Linked DNA regions of Mus musculus: all the other regions are linked to region 4. The links are chromatin contacts, called in public promoter capture Hi-C maps. All regions are on one chromosome and are shown on one strand. Each heading gives the region's core, a stretch centred on a gene start, on an enhancer-like site or on the middle of the called end of the contact. The rest is flanking DNA. Distances are from core to core; before and after follow the strand shown.

The links. Promoter capture Hi-C pulls out the DNA fragments that hold promoters and counts their contacts. Capture Hi-C pulls out chosen DNA fragments and counts their contacts.
Region 1: a contact with region 4 is called in a promoter capture Hi-C map of pre-B cells, with 4 times the contacts expected there. The contact joins the promoter of Ccdc14 here to the promoter of Gtf2e1 in region 4. A contact is called at or near these places in 2 of 39 promoter capture datasets (liver and pre-B cells), 1 of 484 Hi-C or Micro-C datasets (CD4 T cells) and 1 of 9 other capture datasets (liver).
Region 2: a promoter capture Hi-C map of liver shows a contact between it and region 4, with 4 times the contacts expected there. The contact joins the promoter of Hacd2 here to the promoter of Gtf2e1 in region 4. A contact is called at or near these places in 2 of 39 promoter capture datasets (liver and pre-B cells), 2 of 484 Hi-C or Micro-C datasets (CD4 T cells and natural killer cells) and 2 of 9 other capture datasets (adipose tissue and liver).
Region 3: a promoter capture Hi-C map of pre-B cells shows a contact between it and region 4, with 3 times the contacts expected there. The contact joins the promoter of E130310I04Rik here to the promoter of Gtf2e1 in region 4. A contact is called at or near these places in 2 of 39 promoter capture datasets (liver and pre-B cells).

Annotation. Positions count from the first base shown.
Region 1 is chr16:34,689,317-34,694,228 of GRCm38.p6, forward strand. It overlaps Ccdc14 (coiled-coil domain containing 14), which reads left to right and starts at 1,300. Exons shown (of 13, transcript NM_172824.3): 1 at 1,300-1,515. The coding sequence starts at 1,342. Gm35150 (a long non-coding RNA gene) reads right to left here and starts at 1,390. Exons shown (of 4, transcript XR_876043.1): 1 at 1,322-1,390.
Region 2 is chr16:35,020,322-35,025,745 of GRCm38.p6, forward strand. It overlaps Hacd2 (3-hydroxyacyl-CoA dehydratase 2), which reads left to right and starts at 2,100. Exons shown (of 7, transcript NM_023587.2): 1 at 2,100-2,314. The coding sequence starts at 2,160. It overlaps LOC105246106 (a long non-coding RNA gene), which reads right to left and starts at 2,024. Exons shown (of 5, transcript XR_876048.3): 1 at 1,750-2,024; 2 at 1,521-1,617.
Region 3 is chr16:34,956,647-34,962,119 of GRCm38.p6, forward strand. It overlaps E130310I04Rik (RIKEN cDNA E130310I04 gene), which reads right to left and starts at 2,348. Exons shown (of 4, transcript NR_045723.1): 1 at 2,121-2,348. All of the region lies in intron 21 of Mylk (myosin, light polypeptide kinase), which reads left to right.
Region 4 is chr16:37,537,211-37,542,164 of GRCm38.p6, forward strand. Gtf2e1 (general transcription factor II E, polypeptide 1 (alpha subunit)) reads right to left here and starts at 2,579. Exons shown (of 5, transcript NM_028812.4): 1 at 2,443-2,579. Rabl3 (RAB, member RAS oncogene family-like 3) reads left to right here and starts at 2,684. Exons shown (of 8, transcript NM_001042499.1): 1 at 2,684-2,750; 2 at 4,637-4,728. The coding sequence starts at 2,705.

The DNA of each region.
Region 1 (4,912 bases), core at 50-2,549, 2.8 Mb before region 4:
AGATGTTTTCCTTGTGTGTATGTCTGTGTACTACATGCTGGGGACCAGAGGCCAGAAAAGCGCACTGGATTCCCTGGAACTGAAGTTGTAGACAGCTGTGAGCTGATGCTAGGAATTGAACTCAGATCCTCTGCAGTTGTATCTAGTGCTCTTAACTTATGTGCTACCTATTCAGCTACATTTTAACTAATTTTTTTAAAAAGAATTATTTATTTATTTTATATATGTGAGTACACTGTAGCTGTTCAGACACACCAGAAGAGGGCATCAGATCCTATTACAGATGGTTGTGAGCCATCATGTGATTGCAGGGAATTGAACTCAGAATGTCTGGAAGAGCAGTCAGTGCTCTTAACCACTAAGCCATCTCTCCAGCCCCATTTAAATTCATTTTTTAAAAAAGGTTTATTTAAGTAGGGTGTGATAGCATACACCTTTAGCACCAGCATTAGGTAGGCAAAAACAGGAGGGTCTTTGTGAATTTCAGACCAGTATGGTCTACATTGTAAGTTTCAGGCCAAGCAAAATTATGCGCGCGCGCGTGTGTATACATATATATCCTTCTTTAAAATGTCGTATGCATATGTGAGTACCACTTGTACAACTGGTGCCTGAGGAGGCAGAAGAGAGTACTAGATCTTCTGAAATTGGAGTCACATGGTTGTGACCCACTACCTGTGGGTATCCAACCTGAGTTCTTTGCAAGGGCAAGAGTTGCTCTTATCCACTAAGTCTCTACAGGTCCCAGGGTTTTAAAATCAACACAACCCTTTTTTTTTTTTTTTTTTTTTTTAACAAAGGTAGCCATCTTACCATAGAAAGAAGAGTCAACCGGGTTAATTTCTCTCCAACTTGATTTAAAACAATCCCAAATATAGTGTCTCAAACACCATTCTCTATTTAGTGCAGCTATCAGTGGTAAAAAATACTGCCATCCTTTATCAACAGCAATTATCTCGATAGAAAAAGTAGACAGCCAAACCATTGAACACTGTTCAGGTTAGATTTCTATTGACTCTCAAGAACAAATACACTTAAAACAGTACACAAAGCTTCTGAAATCCAGCGGTAGTCCTTTACCCAATGGGCTAGCAGGCCCTGGTTCCCACTTCAACCAGTTTGAAGAATGCTGCAAAGCCAACGAGTTCCTCGCCCCGCCCCTCCCGCAAGGCCCCGCCCACATCAGGCCCCGCCCCCGCGTCCGCCCCGCCCCCCGGGCCGTCTGTTGGCCTCTCCCACTCTCCGCCTGGGCGTGGCAAGCTGGAGCACGCGGAGTCTGTTGCGCACGCCCAGGGCTCCAGGTTCCGACCCGAAGGAAAACCTTTTAGCGCCAAGGAGGCTATGAGTCCCGGCGGTCCGCGGCCTTCTTCCCGGAAGCGGAAGCTCAGGGGGCGGGACAAGGGAGGTCCGGACATCTCGGCGGTTAATTCTTTTTTTCTCAAGTATTCGTTTCCCTACGCCTGGGCTCTTCTGAGGCTGAGAGAAATGGTCAGGTCCGGATCTCGACCGGGCCAGGTGAGGGCTGCGGACCTGATGAGTCCACTGTGGGGTGGCGAGAGGCGAGGGGGATTTAGGAAGGTGCTAGAAAAAAAATAGTAACTGCGGCGCGCCCGAAGTGGTGAGGACGTCCCTAGATGAATGCTTTATTCAGGGCGGCCGTGCCAGTCTTCCAGAGCGCAGTTTGGTGTCAGACCCCGGGTTCGAAGCCCAGCCTTTATCACCAGTGCAGTGACCTCCTTCCCGCTCTGTGCTTTGCAGTTGTTTCCAATATTACGTAGTTATCCAGCAATTGTGCCTCTACAAAGCCAGTAATTTGCCCGACTTGGTCATTTGTCCGACTGCCTAATAACATCTCTATCAGAGAAGTTCTTAGGATCTTAGCTTGAGTTAATCCTCTCCCCGGATTCAGCTTCTCGGTGCTTCTCTTAACTGATCTTCTGTCTCTGTTGTTGGAGTCTCCCAGTAAGTGGCTGTACCCGCCCTCCGTTCTCAAACGCGTGACTCTTGATGTTCTCTAGTAACTGCTCCAAGTACGACAGGGAAACCCATTTTCAAGATACACATTTGGCTTGGAACAGAGCCATTTTGGATCCTTTGCAGTTCCCGCCCCATCCAATCAGGTCCAATAGAGCTAAACTAGTTTTAGCCCTGCTGTGCCCTGGGCGTTCTGACCTTTCGTGCTCCCACGTCTTTTCAAATTATGGTGGGCCTGTTAATTCTATTTTCCTTCTAGCCCTCATGTCAAGAACCGTCTCTAGAATATTTTTCCAACACCATCACATCTCCGCTAGTTGGGCGTGCTTCAGGCCACCTTCCGCATCTTGCAATCTTCCACAAATCACTTCATGTTGGACCTGGTGCTAGTCTACTACTAGAATATTTCATCTCTGTCTTGGAGATTTAGAAAGCACTTGGCATATAGTAGACTTGGGGTTTTACTTTGTTTCCCACCATTTAACAACATACCTATAATGTTGTCTTTCTTGCTAATGTATATTTTGCACTCCCCCCTCCCCCCCAAAAAAAAAACCCTGTCTTGAGACTTCCTTTTTTGAATGGTTGCATGTTGTCAATATGTCTAGGGAAATATGCTGTAGTCATCAAAGAAATGGAAGTTAAAATATTTTCTATCACAAAATAAGTATTGGTGATGGTGTTGAGAAATTGGTACTCTTGTATAGTCCTGGTGAGAATATAACTAGTATAGCTTCCTCAGAAAATAAGCCGAGCACGACAGTGCACAAGTGTAGCCCTAGTATTTGGGAACCCGAGGCAGGAGGATCATGAGCTCAAGGCCAACTTGAATAACAGTGAGATCCAGTCTCAAAAAAACCCAAACCACTTAAAGTAGAGCTAAGGTGACCCAGCCAGCTTCATTACTGGTACTTATTCAAAAGAGCTGAAATCAAGATTTTAAAGAGCTGTTTGCGATTCCTTGCATTGTTGCATTCGTCGCAACAGCTAAGACATAGAAACAACCTAAATATCTCTGAGTGAGTGGGTAAAGAAATTACGGTCACATACATCTAATGGAATATTACTCAGCCTTAAGGGAGGTCTGCCGTATGCAGTAGCAGTGTGTGTGATGTGTGAGACTGACTTAGTGGACTCAGCTGTTCCTAGAGGACAGCTGCTGCTTGCTTTCCCATACGTGTGTCTGAGGTAGCCCAATTCAGAAGCAGAGCCGTGGCTATAGAGAGCATGGGGTTGCTACTCAATAGGTATAAGTTTTAAGTGTACGAAATCTAGGAGTCAGTGAGATATATTGTACCTGTAGGTAATACTTTATTTTGTTAAGATAGAGGAGATGTTAAATATTTTTGTGACATTCTCTATTTAAAAAAAAAAGATCTAACAAAGCTCTGGAATTTGGTTAAAAATGTTAAAGTATCCAACTAGAAGGAGCTCCCTTCCTGATTGACTCTGAAACAATTTGAGCATCATATTCTTTTAAAAAAGATTTATTTATTTTTATGTGCATTGGTATTCTGCCTGCATTTCTGTGCAAGGGTGCCAGATCGTCTGGAACTGGGGTTGTAGACAGCTGTGAGCTTAGCTTCTGTGTGGGTGCTGGGATTGAACTCAGGTCCTCTGGAAGAGCAGCCAGTGCTCTAGCTGCTGAGTCATCTCTCCAGCCCAAGCATTCAATTTTTTTAAAACAAAAATTTAATAAACATTATTATTAAGGAACTCATTAAGAGAAAACATCACAAATGAAAATCACTCAGATACAAAGAACTGGGTCTGTAGAACTCAGTGAACTTTTGTCCAGGTAGAGTAGCCATTCTGAAGCTGTGGTGCTCCACCCTGGATGTCGTACTGTCACTATTGAGTGTGTACTAATGTACTTCTCCATTACAATTAGAACAATTACCTTTCTATCCTCTTTTGTCTCTCATGTTCATCACCTGCACTCACTCCTTCCTCATCCCCTAATGTTTATTCTTTTGATCCTCTTTGTATAGTGTATCCACCTGTCTATTTGTTTACATATGAGCATCACTATTAGTAATGAGTCATAGTCTTTTGACTAGAATAGGAATCAGTGTGTTTACACTAATCAATCAATAAGGAAGAAAGAAAGGTCCTGTTCTACTAGTTGAAAGTCAGCTAATAAATGCAGAAGGAACTGTGTAGCTACATAAATATGTCACAGTTTGATGAAACATTCACTTAAATACGAACCATCAATGGATGTTCAGACTACTGAGAGAGCGTTTGAGGATAGCCACATAATGTCAGGGTATCTTATAAAATACTTGATTAGAAAGATAAAGTAGTATGTTTGTTTGTTTTGGAGACAGGGTTTCTCTGTGTAGCAGTCCTGGAACTTGCACTGTAGACCAGGCTGACAGGGAATCAGAGATTTGCCTGCCTCTGGCTTTCCAGGGCTGGGACTAAAAGTGCGCACCACCACTGCCTGGCAAACATAGTAATCTCAATGATGAAAATCCATGCAGACACCATTGTATATCACCAGTAACAGGACAAACGAATATCACTTGCCTACTTGTATTGAGAATGACATATCTCTTGCTGTATTCCTGCTAGAAATACCTAACCTGGGTCAGATCATGAGGAAACAGCCGATCCAAATATTCAGAGAACCATTATGCAGAATAATTAGCCTTTACTTTTCAAGTATGTCAAAGCTATGGAATACGACAGCCCAAGAAACTATTCAGATTAAAGGAGGACCATGAACCTCAACAGTTAAGTGCACCATGTGACTCTGGATTGGGCATGGTCTTTGTTCTTTTTCTATAAAGGACAAAATTGGGATTAGTGCAGTGTGAATCATGTCTATCTAGATTACAGCTTAATGCTAAAGTTTTCAGTTTTTATAGCTATACTTGGGAATTTTGTTCTTAAGAAACATGTAGGAATATTGTGATCTCTACCTATTTTGAAA
Region 2 (5,424 bases), core at 850-3,349, 2.5 Mb before region 4:
TATGTGTAATTAAAAAGATCACCTGTACTTTGCAGAGCTGATGGGTATAAATAACTACAAAAATATATTCTGAGTTTTAAGTTGATTTCCAACTTTATGCCTTTGTGACTCTTACTTTCCTATTGTATTATACTGAAAAGAGAGTCAGTTAAATGAATGAGAGTTTTAAAGTGAATGATTGTTTTGAAAAATAGTTCACTCCTTTATGAGAGGTGCGGGGGTGGTTTGCATTTTTGGATTTTAGTTTTTGGGGTTTTTTTTTTGGCTTGGTTTTTATTTTATTTAAGATTTATTTATTGTAGGAGTGTTTCACCTGCATGTATGTATATGTACCATGTGTGTGCTTGGTGATTTTTGAGGTCAGATGATGGAGTAAGGGATGTTGAAAACTAAACCTGTACCTTCCTCCTTCACATGTTCTTTTAAAAGTCAGGGGAAAAGGCAGCAGGATGTCTTTACAGTCTTTGAGAGCAGGTAAGGATGAGAATTCAGCAATTTCTCTGCTCCTACCTCTCAGTTTCTGGGGGTGCATCATGACTTTCAATCCTAGCATCCTGAAGCTCTCAAATCTCTAGCCTGCAGGTCTTCCTGAACCTCAGAGTCTAAATCTAATTGTCTCTTCCACATTTCCACTTACATTTCTAAAAAGGATTTCAAGCTAAACATAAAAGTCCTGACTTCTGCCTTCAAACTTACTTCTTCTTCTTCTTTTTTTTATTTTTTGGTTTTTGGTTTGGGGAGACAGGGTTTCTCTGTGTAGCCCTGGCTGTCCTGGAACTCACTCTGTAGACCAGGCTGGCCTCGAACTCAGAAATCCGCCTGCCTCTGCCTCCCAAGTGCTGGGATTAAAGGCCTGAGCCACCACCGTCCAGCTCAAACTTACTTCTTTTTACAGCTTGTTCTCCCAAGCAATCTGAATGCTCCTTTTACCTTCCTTTAAAACCAAATGTTCTACCCAACACATTTCACTAACTCTAAAATATTCTGAGAATTCAATGTTCCTCACTTCAACTATTATCACACTGGCTTAAATCACTATCATTGTGACCTGGATCATTGTAATAATTTTCTGATACCACTTTTCACCAGCTAATTCATATCGATTCATTCCTGGATCCTTCTGTGTAATCTCTTGAAGACTGACGACGTTTGTTTCTTTCATTTATTTTGAAATATGTATATTTTCCAATACAACCTTGTATATGCTCCACAAGTACTTCTTGGAATCAATACATATTTTATTACATTACATAAATGCCAGTATATTTATGAACACTGATAGTAAGGTACTTTTTATGAAGAAAGTACTAAAAAAAGAAATGAGTGGGGTCAGCAGATTAAAGGAGCTTTCAGAAGTTATTTCTGATCTAACTCAGTAGAAGTATTTCCCTCCCACCTAGCCCATAACCTGTAGGTATAAACAACTCTTTACTGCCTTACAAGGTCCACCACTAACCACTGATTGACCTTAATCCTCTTTAATAAAAAGCAGGCCTACAAATGGAGAAAAACTGGCTAACCTTTAGAGACTGTTGGGAGTGTCCAAGAGAGCAGGTTTAAAAAAAAAAAAATCCAAAGACAGGGAAGAAATTGTTGAAGGCTATTTCCCCGAGTTGGCTACAATTAGAAGAGAAAGATAATATGTTACAAAAATGCTGGTTCCTTCTGCTCTCTGAACAGGACACACAGCTTAACTGACGTCAATCACCCTCTAGCTACTTGGGCAACTGTGTACAGGGGTAAAGATACCTGGTACCTGGTAGAGGCTAAAGTTACCGAGGACCAGGACATATCATTTGGATCCAGCAGGAAGAGATGGTCATAAGATAGCAAATGACCAGAGACAAATTATCCGTAAGAACAGGCCTGACAAGTGAGGCCCAGGTTCACATTAACCTGATCAAACCTGGCGCTGGATGCCCACACGGATTGTGCGCCGGAAGTTGGGAGGAAATTACCCCTATCCAAGATGGCGGCTACGGAGACGAGCGCCTGGAGCGTCTTTGCCCTCATCCAAGATGGCGGCCCCCGTGGGCGCTGTCCCGGCTCCGCCCCGTGCCGCGGCCCCGCCTCTCCCTCGTCCCTTCCTCCGCCCCCTCGTAGAGCCCAGTTGGGTCTGAGGTGCAGGCGCGAGGGGAGCGGGGTTGCGGGCGCTTGACATGGCGGCAGCGGCGGCGACTGCAGCGACCAAGGGGAATGGGGGCGGCAGTGGCCGAGTCGGGGCTGGCGACAGCAGCGGCGCGCGGAAGAAGAAGGGCCCCGGGCCTGTGGCCACGGCGTACCTGGTCATCTACAATGTGGTGATGACGGCGGGGTGAGGCTGGAGCTCCCTCCCCGGGGAGGCGGGGAGCGAGCTCTGTGACCGGCGGGGTCGGACCCGCAGCCCGGGGCGGCCGCGGGGCGAGCATGGGGCAGGCTGGCCGCAGAGCTGCCTGGTCAGGGCCGCGGCGGGGCGAGCGGGCGGGCGGGCGAGCGGGCGGGCCACAGGTGCGGCGCGGCGCGGCGCGGAGGCCAGCCCCGGGCGGCCGGTCAGCACTTCCCCAGCCCGGCGAGGAAGCCCGCCTGGCTGCGGAGATCATTCATTTAGGCGGCCGCTTTCAAAACCCAGGCGGGAGCGTTCGTCTGGGAGGCGGTAGGAACGTGGTCGAAGTTTTCCGCCAGCCGCCCGAGCCGGAGCGGTCCGAGACCGGGGCGGAGACTTTGGAGGGGGATTACTTAGATTTTCTTGGGGCAAGTTGAGATAGGGAGAGAATCGACTCTGGGGATGGTGTCTACCCCATTTCAAGTCTGTCTCTTCATAGCAGGGCTTTTAGTTCCAGTTCTCACACAACTCGCCCTGGGACTTTGAAGAAACCTGCTTCTTTCTCTGGGTCTCTAGTGGGTTTGGTTTTTTTTTTTTTTTGTTTGTTTTTGTTTTTTTGTTTCCCCCCCAGTTAGGTAGAGTTGGGCTAGGTGAATCCAGTTTCGCAATCCGGTGGTTTTGGTGAGCTGGATCACCATATAAATTTAAATTGTCAGGAAATTCCTAAGTCGTAAAACTTCTTAGGTGCAATTTCTCCTGCCTTCTGTTCTCCCTTCCCTTTTCTCTTTCTTTTCCCGTTTTTTTTTTTTTTTTTTTTTTTTTTCTTTTTTCTTTTTGACCAGAACTCATTATGTAGTCCTGGCTCGCCTGGAACTTGTGATTCTCCTGCCTCAATCTTGTGACTGTTGGAATCAGGGGCCTGTGCCACACCACTCTTGACTCCCTAGCAAGCATTCATCCGTTTGTTTACTGGTGCTGGCGATTGAACTTAGGGCCTCACACTTGCTTGTACTCTACTACTGTGCTAGCACTATGGCTTTTTTTTTTTTTTTGTAAGACTTTCAAGTATACAGAAAAAATTTAAAACTGTATTTTGAAAATCCATTCTTAATTATCTTTTACAGTAGGAAATACGTTGGCAGGGATCAAAACTTAAAATATACACAAAATGCATATATACGGTGAAACCCTGTTTCAAATCACTTTACTTGAATCAGCTAATTTTGTATGTTCCTCAGATGCTGGTATTAGCACAGGCCAATAATACACACTTGCACAAACGTTGTAAGCCTAAAGAAATTATGTTGCTTTTTAATGAAGAAATAGGCTTGGAGGGTGGTAGGCTGATTGTTAGTATTGCAGATAGGAGGTGTTGAAACAACATGCCCTCAGGCTGGGCATGGTGGATCTCTGAGTTAAAGAACAGCCTGGTCTCCAGAGCAAGTTTCAGGATAGCCAGGGCTACACAGTGTAATCCTGTCTCAAAGAAAAACAAAACCAAAAAGACAAAAAAGAAAAAGAAAAGAAAGGAACACAGGCTTGCATGTGATTATACAAGTTCTCAAAATCCCTGGATCTAAACTTAAGTCAATAAAGAACTATTGCAGCTACAAGTTGTTGTTCTCATAAATGTCCCCAGATTATTATTTTTTTAGGAGAACATTTAGAACTCTCTCTATACACATATATGTACGATTCCTGTTCTAGCAAAGATGTTGGTAGAAGCATTGTATTGAAGAGCGATGTCACAGTCCTCTAATGAGGAAAGACCTCCTTTCTGGGCGATGAACACAAGAATGAGGAGTAGGGTCTTACTTATGTATGTATGGGAGTATTCTGTTGCTGTCTTCAGACCCACCAGAAGAGGGCATCAGGTCTCATTCCAGGTGGCTGCGGGCCACCATGTGGCTGCTGGGAACTGAACTCTGGAAGAGCAGGTCAGTGCTCTTAACCACTGAGTCATCTCTCCAGCCCAGAAATCGGAATTTTGAGAGGGAAGTTAATGCTTTAATCAACTTGAACATTAATTTGTTACTGCCCATGCTGGCCAGTTAAGCTAGTAAGGAATTTATTTCTTCTGTTATAAACCCTTATTTAATGTCCCTCTATGATAGTTTGTAGGTGTAGAACATATATACTGTTGCCTAGTTGAGTGTGTACATTTAGTTGAATCTGCTCTTTCTGAGATGGGCCTTAATGACCAGGTTCCATTTGCTTCCTTATAAAATTTAACAGGAAGCCACAAGGCCTAATATTAATTTTTTGAGGAGGAAGGTCAAGCAGAAAGGTAAGACCCACAACTGGATGTCCTGGTGCTTTCTGGTTTCGTGGGTTTCTAATCAATACACTTATTGATCTCTTCTCATTTGGTCTTGAGAAATTGAAAACTATCCATTTTCAAAGGCAACTTTTATTCATATTTTGTATGTAATTTAAATAAGATCACGATATACGGACCTGTCCCACTGAGGCACTTGTATAAAATAGTTTAAAGTATTTTTCCCGTCTAAATATTATTAAAGACCCTTTAACAGCATAAATCAATTAAAATTGAGCCCCTCGTTCCATTAGACTTTCTGGGACCTGATTTCACTGCACAAAGACCATAATAACTTATTCCCTTTGCATTGGCCTTGTTCTCAGCAGACAGGTTTATCAGAGAGCCGAGTTCTAGACAAGTGAGCTGCCACCACGTAATTTTATTTTACAGGATGTTGTAGGTAGTGTAACACTTATTTGTGCTACAGTGTGGTCTTTGTGAAGGACAGTGATTTTTATACCACACTTGAAATAATCCACATGCAAAAAAGGAAGGTTTGTTTTGGTGCAAAGTTTGGTGATTGCGTCCCACAGTTGAGGGCCTCCTTACACTGGGTCAGTGACACAGCAGGAACAGAACTGTTCACCTCATGACCATGCCACAGAAGAGGGAAGGAAAGAGGCCCAGGGTCCCAGAGGCTCTGTCAGGGCATGTCCCTGATGACTTAAATACATCTCACTAGGTCTCAGCTCTTAACGGTGCCACCTCACAATAATGTTACTCGGCACCATGCCCTTCATGTGGGCAGCACACCACAGCACTTGGTAAATCTCGGGTCTTTTTCAATCTTTTGAACATGCTC
Region 3 (5,473 bases), core at 1,098-3,597, 2.6 Mb before region 4:
CTCCTTACTCTCACACAATACCTTGCAAACTGATGCAGGACTCCATACCTGCCTCTGCTTCACCACCCACCCCCTAGCATCTTCCATTCCCTGAGTCCCCTCCTTGTTTCTCGGGCGTTCCTGGCCATTAGAGATCCCAAGCCCTCCTGCCGCAGGTCTTTTCGGTGGATTGTTCACTTCCTCTGGCTCATGCCCCCCACTGTCTGACTCCCTTTGTGTCTTAGTTTTCTTTTGCTGTGCTGAAGCACCAGATCAAGACAGCTTAGAGAAGGCTGGGTTGATTTGGGGCTTATGTTCCTAGAGGGATAAGGGTCCATCACCATCACGGTGGGGAGCATGGCGGCAGGCAGGCACCACCGCACTGGAGCAGCACCAAGAGCTCTCATCTCAACCTACAGACAAACAGCAGACAGGACCAACTTGAGACAGCTCACATCTTTTGAAACCTTAAAGTCTCCCTCCAGGGACATACTTCCTCTAGCTAGTCCACACCTCCTAATTCTCCTCAAACAACCACCAACTAGGAAGCAAGAACTTGTGGGGGGACATCTGATTCAAGCCTGCAAATCCCCACCTGGGATCAAGGCCACTTCCTCTTACTTTCAGGGGTCGGAGCACGGAGACTGCATCATGTACACACTCCAGGCTATGCTCTGGTGCCCCTAGACGGAGGTATCAGTGACCTTCAGAACTTTTATCCTTCTCTGGAGACACGTTCCCCGTTGCCATCCCCCTGCCCCCTCCCCACTCCCAGGACACACACAAAGCCCTTAGGCCTCTAGCTTCACTGAGAACTACGAGGCATTAGACTCCTCTGAACTTGGTGGCCTCCAGACCTCCAGGTACCTGTACACCATGCCATCAATGGCTCCTGTACCTTGAGGAGGGTTCTTTTCTTTGGTCCAGTTCCCAGGTTCTCAGGACTCCACCATCCTCAGCTCACTCAGCTTTTCATCCCCCGCTTGTTCCAACAGCACAGGCATTACCCCACCCCCACCCCCTGCATCGATTGGCCTTCCTGCAGTGCTCTGCTTTCTGTGCCCCAGCCCCTGGGCTAACCCGGTGGCAGAGCAGCCTCACCCCTTGGCCTCTGGCCCTCTGCAGCTACCTGCCCCTTAATCCCATGTTGCTTGGTCTAGAGAGACTGTTTCTCTAAGGTCACTGTGATTGCTAACCCTAAGTTCTTCCCCTTTCTATATCTCTGAGTTCCCAGTAAGCTGAACCCCTATTTAGACCGAGTCTCAAGATTTGGTGTTGCCTTCTTTCCTAGTAACTGTTTTTACGTTCCGATCTGTCTTCTGACACATCTAAATCGCTTTCTATGTGGCTTCCTCCCATGGGTGATGCTCACTGTTTTCCCTCGGTCATGGTTCCCCTTGTGGCAGATGCATATAGTACAGTAGAGGGACACAAGAAGGTGCAGCTAGGGGGACAGTAGACTGTGTTGTATGCCTGTGTGGGCCTCCATATATGGGGCTCCTGAAAGACTTTGGCCTGGTATTTAATTGCATACACATTAGATTTGAGTAGGTTTTCCAGTCAATCTTGGCTTTCAAGCTTACAGGGTTTCAATTAGACAAAGGGGCTCCTTTGGGTTCAGTGTGAAGACTAGTCCCCAACTTCACAGCAGGGCTCACACCTACAGAACAAAAGAGTGTTAGAAAGGATTCATGAGCCACAGCGGGGATCTGAGGAATGTCCCAAGCATGAAGTTGGCAGTTGGAGAGGACTCAGAGGCTCTCTTAGTGCTGTCACTCTGTGGTCCCTAACTTTGGTCCCAGTCTTCCTTCTCCATCTTTATCTCCTATCCTCACCTTAGGCCCAAAGTGGATAGGTATGTCTCCAGCCATGCAGAAGGGAAACTAAGGGAAGAACTCATTTCAGACTCTCAAAAGCCTGCCCTCCAGATGTGCCCATGGCCTGTGGATGGCTAAAGAGTGAAGAATCTCTCTAAGACAGAGAAACCTCTTCCTCAGCCTTCCCATCTATCTGCCCCTGTGTGGGGTCAACAACTTTAAACTGCCTTTCTGAAACCAGTGCCCCCTACCCCAATCGGGGCCACCCCGGGCCGTGCCACACTCCCCTTCCCCCAGCCCCACTGCGGGAGCTGCAGTTCTGACCTTTTATGGTTGAGTTTCTCATTCTCCACTGCCGGTGCTGACAGGGCCATCGGTGTGGCTGCCTGCCAGCTGGCAGGAGCAACATGTTAAATGCCGTCCTAGGAGGGGAATGGAATGGGGAGCAGGCTCTCTGTCTGCCTCCCCCACCCCAGAGCTAAGAATAGAATCGCTCAATAAAATGAGGACTCGTATTGATGGCCACAGCACAGCTACATCCATTCAAAGCCCATGAATTTAGACTTAGGCCAAAGTAAACCAGGATTAACCTGATTTACCTGTGTGTCTCCAGGGACATCTGCATATTATCTGATTGGGGTTTATTAAGTAGATATAAACACAAATGAGATAAAGTAGATATTGTTCCACCTATTCTGGACAGTTTTCAAGCACTTGAAACGCATCCACTTGATGGGCCGACTAAATAAGGCCACTTAAAAGTGACTTGTGCTCCTTAGCTGCAGAAGTCTCTTGTGGCATATTCTCTGAAGAGCTGCCTTCTTTTCAGATCACTCAAGAGTCTCATTTTCAAATCAACAAAAGCTAGCCCTTCCCCCCCCCCAAGTTGGTTTAAGTGAGGGATACTTAGCTATTTCCGAGGCTAATTATTGTATTTTAAGAAGCAGCATAAGAATGAGGTTTGCAGCCTGGCCTGGGCCTGCGCCTGCGCCTTCTGGGCTGTTCTGTGTGACCTGGGAGAGGATGAGGGAGGAGCAGGGGATCCAGATGGATTCTTTAATGTCACTCACCCAACACAAGAATAACAGGCCTCCTCCTAACTCTAAGGGAGAAAAACAAAGTATCAAGAACCCAACCTACACCAACTACATTCTGAGTTTAAAGCTGATGTGATTTGGAAGGGCTGGAGATACGCCTTAGAGATTCCCGGCTTACCAGTGTAAGCATGACACTAGCTTGGTCTCATTCTGCCTGACAGCATAGAAAGGACGGAACCCTGTCTGGATGCACAGGGTTGTGGGACTCTCCTGTGGCTTTGTCCATGACTAGTGAGTGTTCCGGCTTGCTCTGATAATGCACCCTGACTAAAAGCAACATAGGGAGAAAAGAGTGGATTGGCTCACAATTCTGGCTTACAGTCCACCATCTCAGGGCTAGGCTAGGCTAGAACTCAGGTCGCTAGTCATTTCACATTCATGGCCAAGAGCCGAGAGACCAAATGCATCGCGGTGTGCTCTCTTGCTCTCAGTTAGCTTACTCCCCTCATACTATCCGGTTTGCCCTGCCTAGGGAATCTACAGCCACAATGGCCTGAGTCTTCCTGCCTCAGATAACAGTCAAGACATTCCCCATAGATACACCCACAGGCCAACCTGATCTGTGTAATTCCTTGTTAAGGCTTTCTTCCCAGTTGATTCACGGTTGTATCAGACTGACAGTTAAAACTAACCAGCACCGTGAATTCAGCCTCAGCCTCAGCCTCTTAGAGCCTCTTTCCAAGCGTGTGCCGTAGTTTAGGCCAGTAGCTGTTGGATTCAGGATCAGTGCTTGGCCATCTCTGCAGGCCCAGCCCAGACAGACATGGTGTGGGCAAACACAAAGAGGGCAAAGGGAAGCCGGGCTGTTGGGAAGCATCACAGACAAGGTTCTCTGGTTTCCCAGCAGTAGCCACCCTCTACTGAGCACAAACTCTTGCAGCTGGAAGGATTTCCCATTCTGCCAGCCATGTCTCCAGGGAGCCCTGGGAGAATTCCGAGGAAGCATGGGTCCAGCCGTAGCCAGCGAGCCAGTCTCTTGTTTGTCAGGCACTGTCCAGGCCAGATGTGTCTGTCTTTAGCAGAGAGGCTCATGGGAGAACCCTGGTCCCACCCGGTAGTTAGTTCAACTCATGTGGGCTCTGTACTTGGAAAGGATAAAGAGCATCAGACACAGCTCTGAGGATAAGCACGGAGGAGGGATCCTACACTCCTAGCACTCCTGAACCTTTGTGGTCCAAGAGCGTCAGGGTTATAAAGCACACAGGCCCAGCACCATGTTCCAGGGAGGTTTGTCCTTCTGCTGGTCACATGCGGGCCTGACCCTTTAGTCTCCTAAAATAGTGATGAGAGTGGAACACTAAGACAAACATGCAAGACTCTCTGAATGTTCGTGTTCAAATCCCTTCACATTCTGCTTGTCATGCGAGCCTCCTCCCCCATGGTCTGCACCTTCTCCTGTACTGGCTGAGGGAAGCCCCACCACGTGTAAATTAGTGGTGCCTGTACCAAGGGTAGGTGCACACAGCAACTCTTCAGCAACGTTGATCTCTCCAAGTTGTTTTTTTCCAGAGCAAACCAGAGAGAAGGCAGTCGGCCAATGGCCAGGGTCTTTACTTGTATAAAGCTCCATGACTAAGTCTGCCAGAAGGTCTGGGGCAGGGACAGTAAGGACTTCTCCTCCCCTACCCCCACCCTCACCCCCCAAGCAGGCTCCTTCACTTCCTTAGCTGATTTCCAGAGGACTTGAGCCACTTGCCGCTAAGAGGATTTAGAATAATAAACATCTTTGCCAACACCAGAAATGTTTCTTAAAAAGACCAATATATCCTTCAGAACAAACAGAATTTCTAAGAGAACATTTTCAACAACCAGTGAAAGCGGCTCACAATTCCTCCTCCACCAGTTGCAGGAGGCCTCCTGTGTCGCCGGGGAAAGTAGGAAGTGGCCTTGACAGGACTTAAAACAACCAGGAGAAGTGGCTCCTTACAGGAGGCCACCAGCCTCACAGTGAGGCTGCCTGCAGTGATGGGAGGTGGCTCTCTGGGAGCAAATGAGTCCCAGGCAGCAAAGATTAAGCTAGTATATCAAAGAAGGAGACAGGAGATTAGGGGTAGGCTTCAATGGGTAGAGTGCCTGCCTGTCTAGGGACTGTGAAACCTTGAGTTCTGAGCCCAGCACCACATACACCAGGTGTCCTGGGGTAATAGAAGTACTAAACGTACTGAACACCAGTCAGGAGGATCAGAAGTTCAGGTTCATCTTTGACTAGGGAATGAGTTCCAGGCCCACGTTAGGCCTTAACTCATCATAAATAAATAAATAAATAAATAAATAAATAAATAAATAAAATGGAGGAGAGGTGAGAAGGAATATGTGTGTACATATGAATATCCACAAAATAAATATACAGTTAAAATTGATATTGAATTATTTTAAAATAAATTTATTTATTTAAATTCACTTAAAACTAAAAAGAAGGGGAAAAGAATTAAAGTGGAGGAGGGGTGAAAAGGAATGTTATGCACATAGGAATGTGCACTTTTATATTTGCATGTGTGCAGCCTCACGAATACGTATCCACACACAGACATACAGAGATGTTCCTTCACAGAGTCCTAGGGCCATTTTTCAGGATCCCTT
Region 4 (4,954 bases), core at 1,329-3,828:
ACATCCCCCTGAACTATTTCTAAGAAGTTATATTGTCATTAATATCAGTTTCAACTGAACTTTTAATTTGAACTCTGAAGTAGCCAACCCTATCAGATGTAATGCTTCATTCTGTAAGAAATGTTGTAATATCTGCAATATATCCTAAATAATCAGTGTACACAAGTATGTTATAAGGTCATATCTATAATAAAGGAAAAATAGAAAGAAAGTTAGTTACAACATATACTTTAAACAACACCAGGCAGAGCACTGTAGATACAGCACTGTAGTACTGAACATACACAGAGAAAACAAGGCAACACCTGGACTTACTAGTCTAAACCTGGCAACCCCAAAGCCTTTGTCACCCTAGATATTTAAATAGGTCTGGGTTCACTGCCACCTCAGAATCCCAAGCACAGTACCAGATACATTTTGGTCGCTTTTCCAATTTCACCTACACAGTGTACTAAGAACCACATTTTGCTTTCTGCATGCTCAGCAGCTGACAGAATAGGACATAATGGCCTCAGAAACACGCAAAATGCCTAAGGACAGATGGACGCCAGCACAGCCTATTGTTTTCTGACTTCCTTTCCATTGCTTTGCTCTCCTCTGTCCCACCTCAGACACTGTATGCTCCAGACCATTGGTTCTCAACCCTGACTGTAAAGCAATCACCTAGGCAACATTTTTAAGTCTACTAACACTGGGCCCCATTTCCAAGAGTTCTGTTTCAGTTACTATAGAAGGGCCAGATTAGGAACGCAGCTACTTTTAAAATGCCTTTAGATTACTCTAATGTGCAACAAGTCCCTGATCATTGCTCTAATCTGTCCCATGGCCATGACCATTTTGTATCCTTCAAATGAACATCCTGCATGGAGAGGACTAGTACTTGCTGTTCAGCCTGTTTCCTCTGTCTGATACTCCTCTGGGTGTCCTGAAAATCAGTACAAAGGGACGTTATCAATACTCTTCCAGCCAATAGTTTGAAGCTTGGAAATCCCAGGTCAGCTTCTTAGTGTTAGCCCCAGAAAATCCACAGCCTTCATTTCTTCACATATAAAATAATTAAAGAGCCTTTCTCACACAGGGCTTTGCTCCTTCCCCACATCCCCAATTAAGATAAATCAAGAGTATTCAATCTCTGGGCTTCTTAAAGCTCCTTAAATCAAGTTCTAAAACTGACAGCCCATACAGAACGTTTTCAACAACTTTATGAATTGGTTGTCGACATTTAAAAATCTTGGGTGCCTATAAATCCCAACTGCCTACTCCTCTTGCAGATTGGAAGTAAATGGCCAAAGTCAGACCATGTTCCTATATTAGCTAGTCTCTATGGCAGGTGACACTTAAGTAACTTCTCTGTCTGTGGAGGCTTCTTGGTGTGGTAGCTAGTGGTCTTCATTTATCTTCTTCTCTTCACAGTAATCAGGCATCTCATCTCCCAACGTCACCTTACCCAGTCCAGACCTAGATTCTAGTTGTAAAAACTTTTAAGGACCACTGTGCCCCTGGTGTGGAACTGGGAGAATCAAAAGTTCAAACCACTCTGCTTTTTTAGCAAAGTCATCCTCATATCCACCCTCAGTCCTCAAAGCTAAGCCCAAACCTTTCTCCTACTGTAGTTAGGCTTTGGGTAATGTTTCCTGGCCTTCTCAAATCCCCAACAGTGGCATCCAACACTCTCCCTCGCATTTCCTCAGAATTTGTACAGTTTCTACTTCGAAGGCCTCTTGTTCATTAATGCTAGCGCCTAGCATATTCTACTGAGATACCTGAACTTTCAATACATCCTCTGGGCACGTGTTCTTGTAGCATATCCATCCTGCCAGCTTCCACACAAATCACTTGTTTCACACCTGCATCCCAATAATGAGCGCTATAAGCCATCTTTTTTTTTTCTTTTTAAATTTAACTTGTAATTGCTTTAAGCAAGGAGCTACTACATTAAACTTGTGATTTTTGAAAAAACTATGCTGGATGAAAAGGGATTTAAAAAAAAAACACAAAGTGGGTGCAGGAAGCCCTTTTAGTTAGACTATTTTTAAATACTACTTCCCAAGTTCTAGAAGAACGTGGATCCTACAGAGCCTCTACAGTTTTCTGTTACTGTATTTTACGAACTCTCCATTCCTTCGTCCTACGACGGAGACAGCTCCGGACCGAGGTGCCCTCCACCAGCTGTGTTCAGACATGTCCAGACCCCGAGACCCCACAGTCCCTCAGACGCGCCCAGGGGCTTCCCGGGCCACACTCGACGCCGCCAAGCCCGTCCTACCCGAGGTCGCACATGGGCCGCTCCGGGGCAATGGTTCTTTAGAAGACTAAGAAGAGGACCAAAGCAAGAGGTGGCCGAGGAGAGGGGACTAGACAAGGAAGGGGACGGATAGAAGAAACCATGAAATGCCACGCCAGGTCAGAAACCGGGAACAAGGACGGGAGAATGAGGTTTACCCAAGTGGATGCTCGAACACTCCCACTACAGCCGCCCTCAGCACCTCAACTACCGGCTTCAGCCAGCCCACGCCACTTGCGAGACAAGGACGAACGCCTAATTCCTGCGACCGGTTTGGAAACCGCCCGCTAATCCGCACCCCGAAGCTTTCGATCAGTCACGCTCTGACCGACCAATGAGATGATTTGCCCTGCCCACAAGCCCTGCGCTGATTGGTGAGAATCCAGGAACGGGCGTCAACCTCAAGGAAATCGTGGCAAGATGGCGTCCCTGGATCGGGTGAAGGTTCTGGTGTTGGGAGACTCAGGTGAGCCGCTTAACCCACGTCTGGGACTACCAACACGCCCGAGCTTCCCGACACCGCTCTCTCTTCGCTGTTTACCCCCCCAGCTGCCTAGCGCTTAGGTCGACAGCTGAAATTCCTTTCAAGACCTTAAAACTACACTTCCCAGAGGACTTTGCTCCTTTTGTCGACGTGGTGGCGTGGCGGGAGGTGGGGGGCGCGGAGTCTATGGGTGGAAAAGGGACTAGTTCCACTCACTATCACTCCTAGTGACCCTCTAGGAAAATTTTTGCTTCCTGTCCCCACAACCCTAGGTTCTGCTGGCCTAGAAGTTTTGGTTCCAGAGAGGGGAGAGCTCCTACCAGGAGCCACAAAAAACATTCCAGTTCTTCCACTGCAAGCTTTGTTGCTGGGGAGTGGGTGTGGGGTAAGACATGGTCTCACTAAGTAGTCCTGACTAACGTAGAACTAGCTATGTATATCAGGCTAGTCTAAAACTCACTATATAAACAAGGCAGGCCTAAAATGAAGAGATACACCTGCCTCTGCCACTGTATTAGTCAGGGTCCTCTAGAGTCACAGAACTTATGGGTAGTTTCTTATAGTAAGGGAATTTGTTGATGACCTACGGTCTGTAGCCCAACTCCCCAACAATGGTCAGCAGCAGCTGTGAATGGAAGTCCAAGGATCTAGCAGTTGCTCAGTCCCACAAGGCAAGCAAACGAAGAAGAATCTTCCTCCTTCCAATGTCCTTAAGTAGGTCTCCAGCAGAAGGTGTAGCCCAGATTAAAGGTGTAGGCCTCCCTGCCTGGTGCTGGGACTTGCTTTGTCCCAGATGACCTTGAACTCAGAGATCTCCTTGTCTTAGTCTCCTGGGATTCATAGCCACTATGCCTCAAGATCCAGGTCAGAAACTTGAATCTCCCAGCCACGAGATCAGGATCACAGTGAGCCCTCCAATTCTGGATTGTAGTTCATTCCAGATATAGTCCAGCTGACAACCAAGAATAGCCACTACAGCCGCCGACCTTCTTTAAGACAAGCTCTCCCCTTGGCCTGGAGCCCCTAGGCTAAGGCTGTCAGGCCAACAAACATCAGGGATTGCCTCTCTCTGCCTCCCCAGCACTGACATTAGAGACGTGTGCCTCTTTGCCTGGCTGCTGTGTGTCAGTTCTGTGAACACAACTCGGGTTCTCATGCTTGTAGGGCAAGCACTGAGCCCCATGCGGTTCTTTTGTTTGTTTTTAAGTACACTTTGTATATGATCACAATAACAACATGGTATAATAGAGAAAGTCATATGGCTGGCAATAGTGCTCTAAGGTGATGTTGTTGTTTGGTTTTTTTTTTTTTATACTTTCTCAGTTTTTGGTAATAGAGTTTTTATAATAAAAAGTAAATATTAATGATAGGTCTATATATAACATTGCACAACAAAGAGATTTCCCAAGTGTTTGATACAATTAACAACAGCCAGGTAAATGAATGAGTGACTCCACACCCGCAAATAAAAGACTCATAGCCATGAAAATAGAAGACTCATCTCTTTCCTCTCCACCTAGCTCTTGAAGAGGTGCCCTTTAGTGTTAATGAAAAGATTGCCTGAGCCCAATAGATCTAAAAGGGGGTGAAGCATTGCTTCAAAATTAATAGGCATGATGAAGGAAAGCAAGTGGAATTACCATCATCGTCATTCAGAGGATAAGTCTGGGACCATGTGGTTAGCTGCTTTTTTCAGACCTACATGTAGGCACCAAAGTCCTTTGAGTATGGTAGCATGGCATCATGGATCCTGTCACGGGAGGTATTCAAACAATTTGTTAGATGTTCCCTGGCTTGGAAGAGGTGGTATAAATGTCCCATTTAGGGTTCCATGTTCAGCTGACTAAAGAGACCTTGTATCTTTACAGGTGTTGGGAAATCTTCACTCGTCCATCTTCTGTGCCACAATCAAGTGTTAGGAAATCCGTCATGGACTGTGGGCTGCTCGGTGGATATCAGAGTGCGTGTTCTTGTTTAGTTTTTCCTTAGTCATACTAAGCATAAGTCCTTCAGATCCCGTGATTAATTTATAGGACTTAATTAAAATTAACACTAATAACTGGGATTGATTTAGCTCCCACTGTGTGTCAGTACTGTCATTCCTTGTTTCATCTTTCTTAAACTGTGAAATACAAACACAGAAACTCAGTCATAGAGGAGTAAATAACAACCAAATTCATTCAACT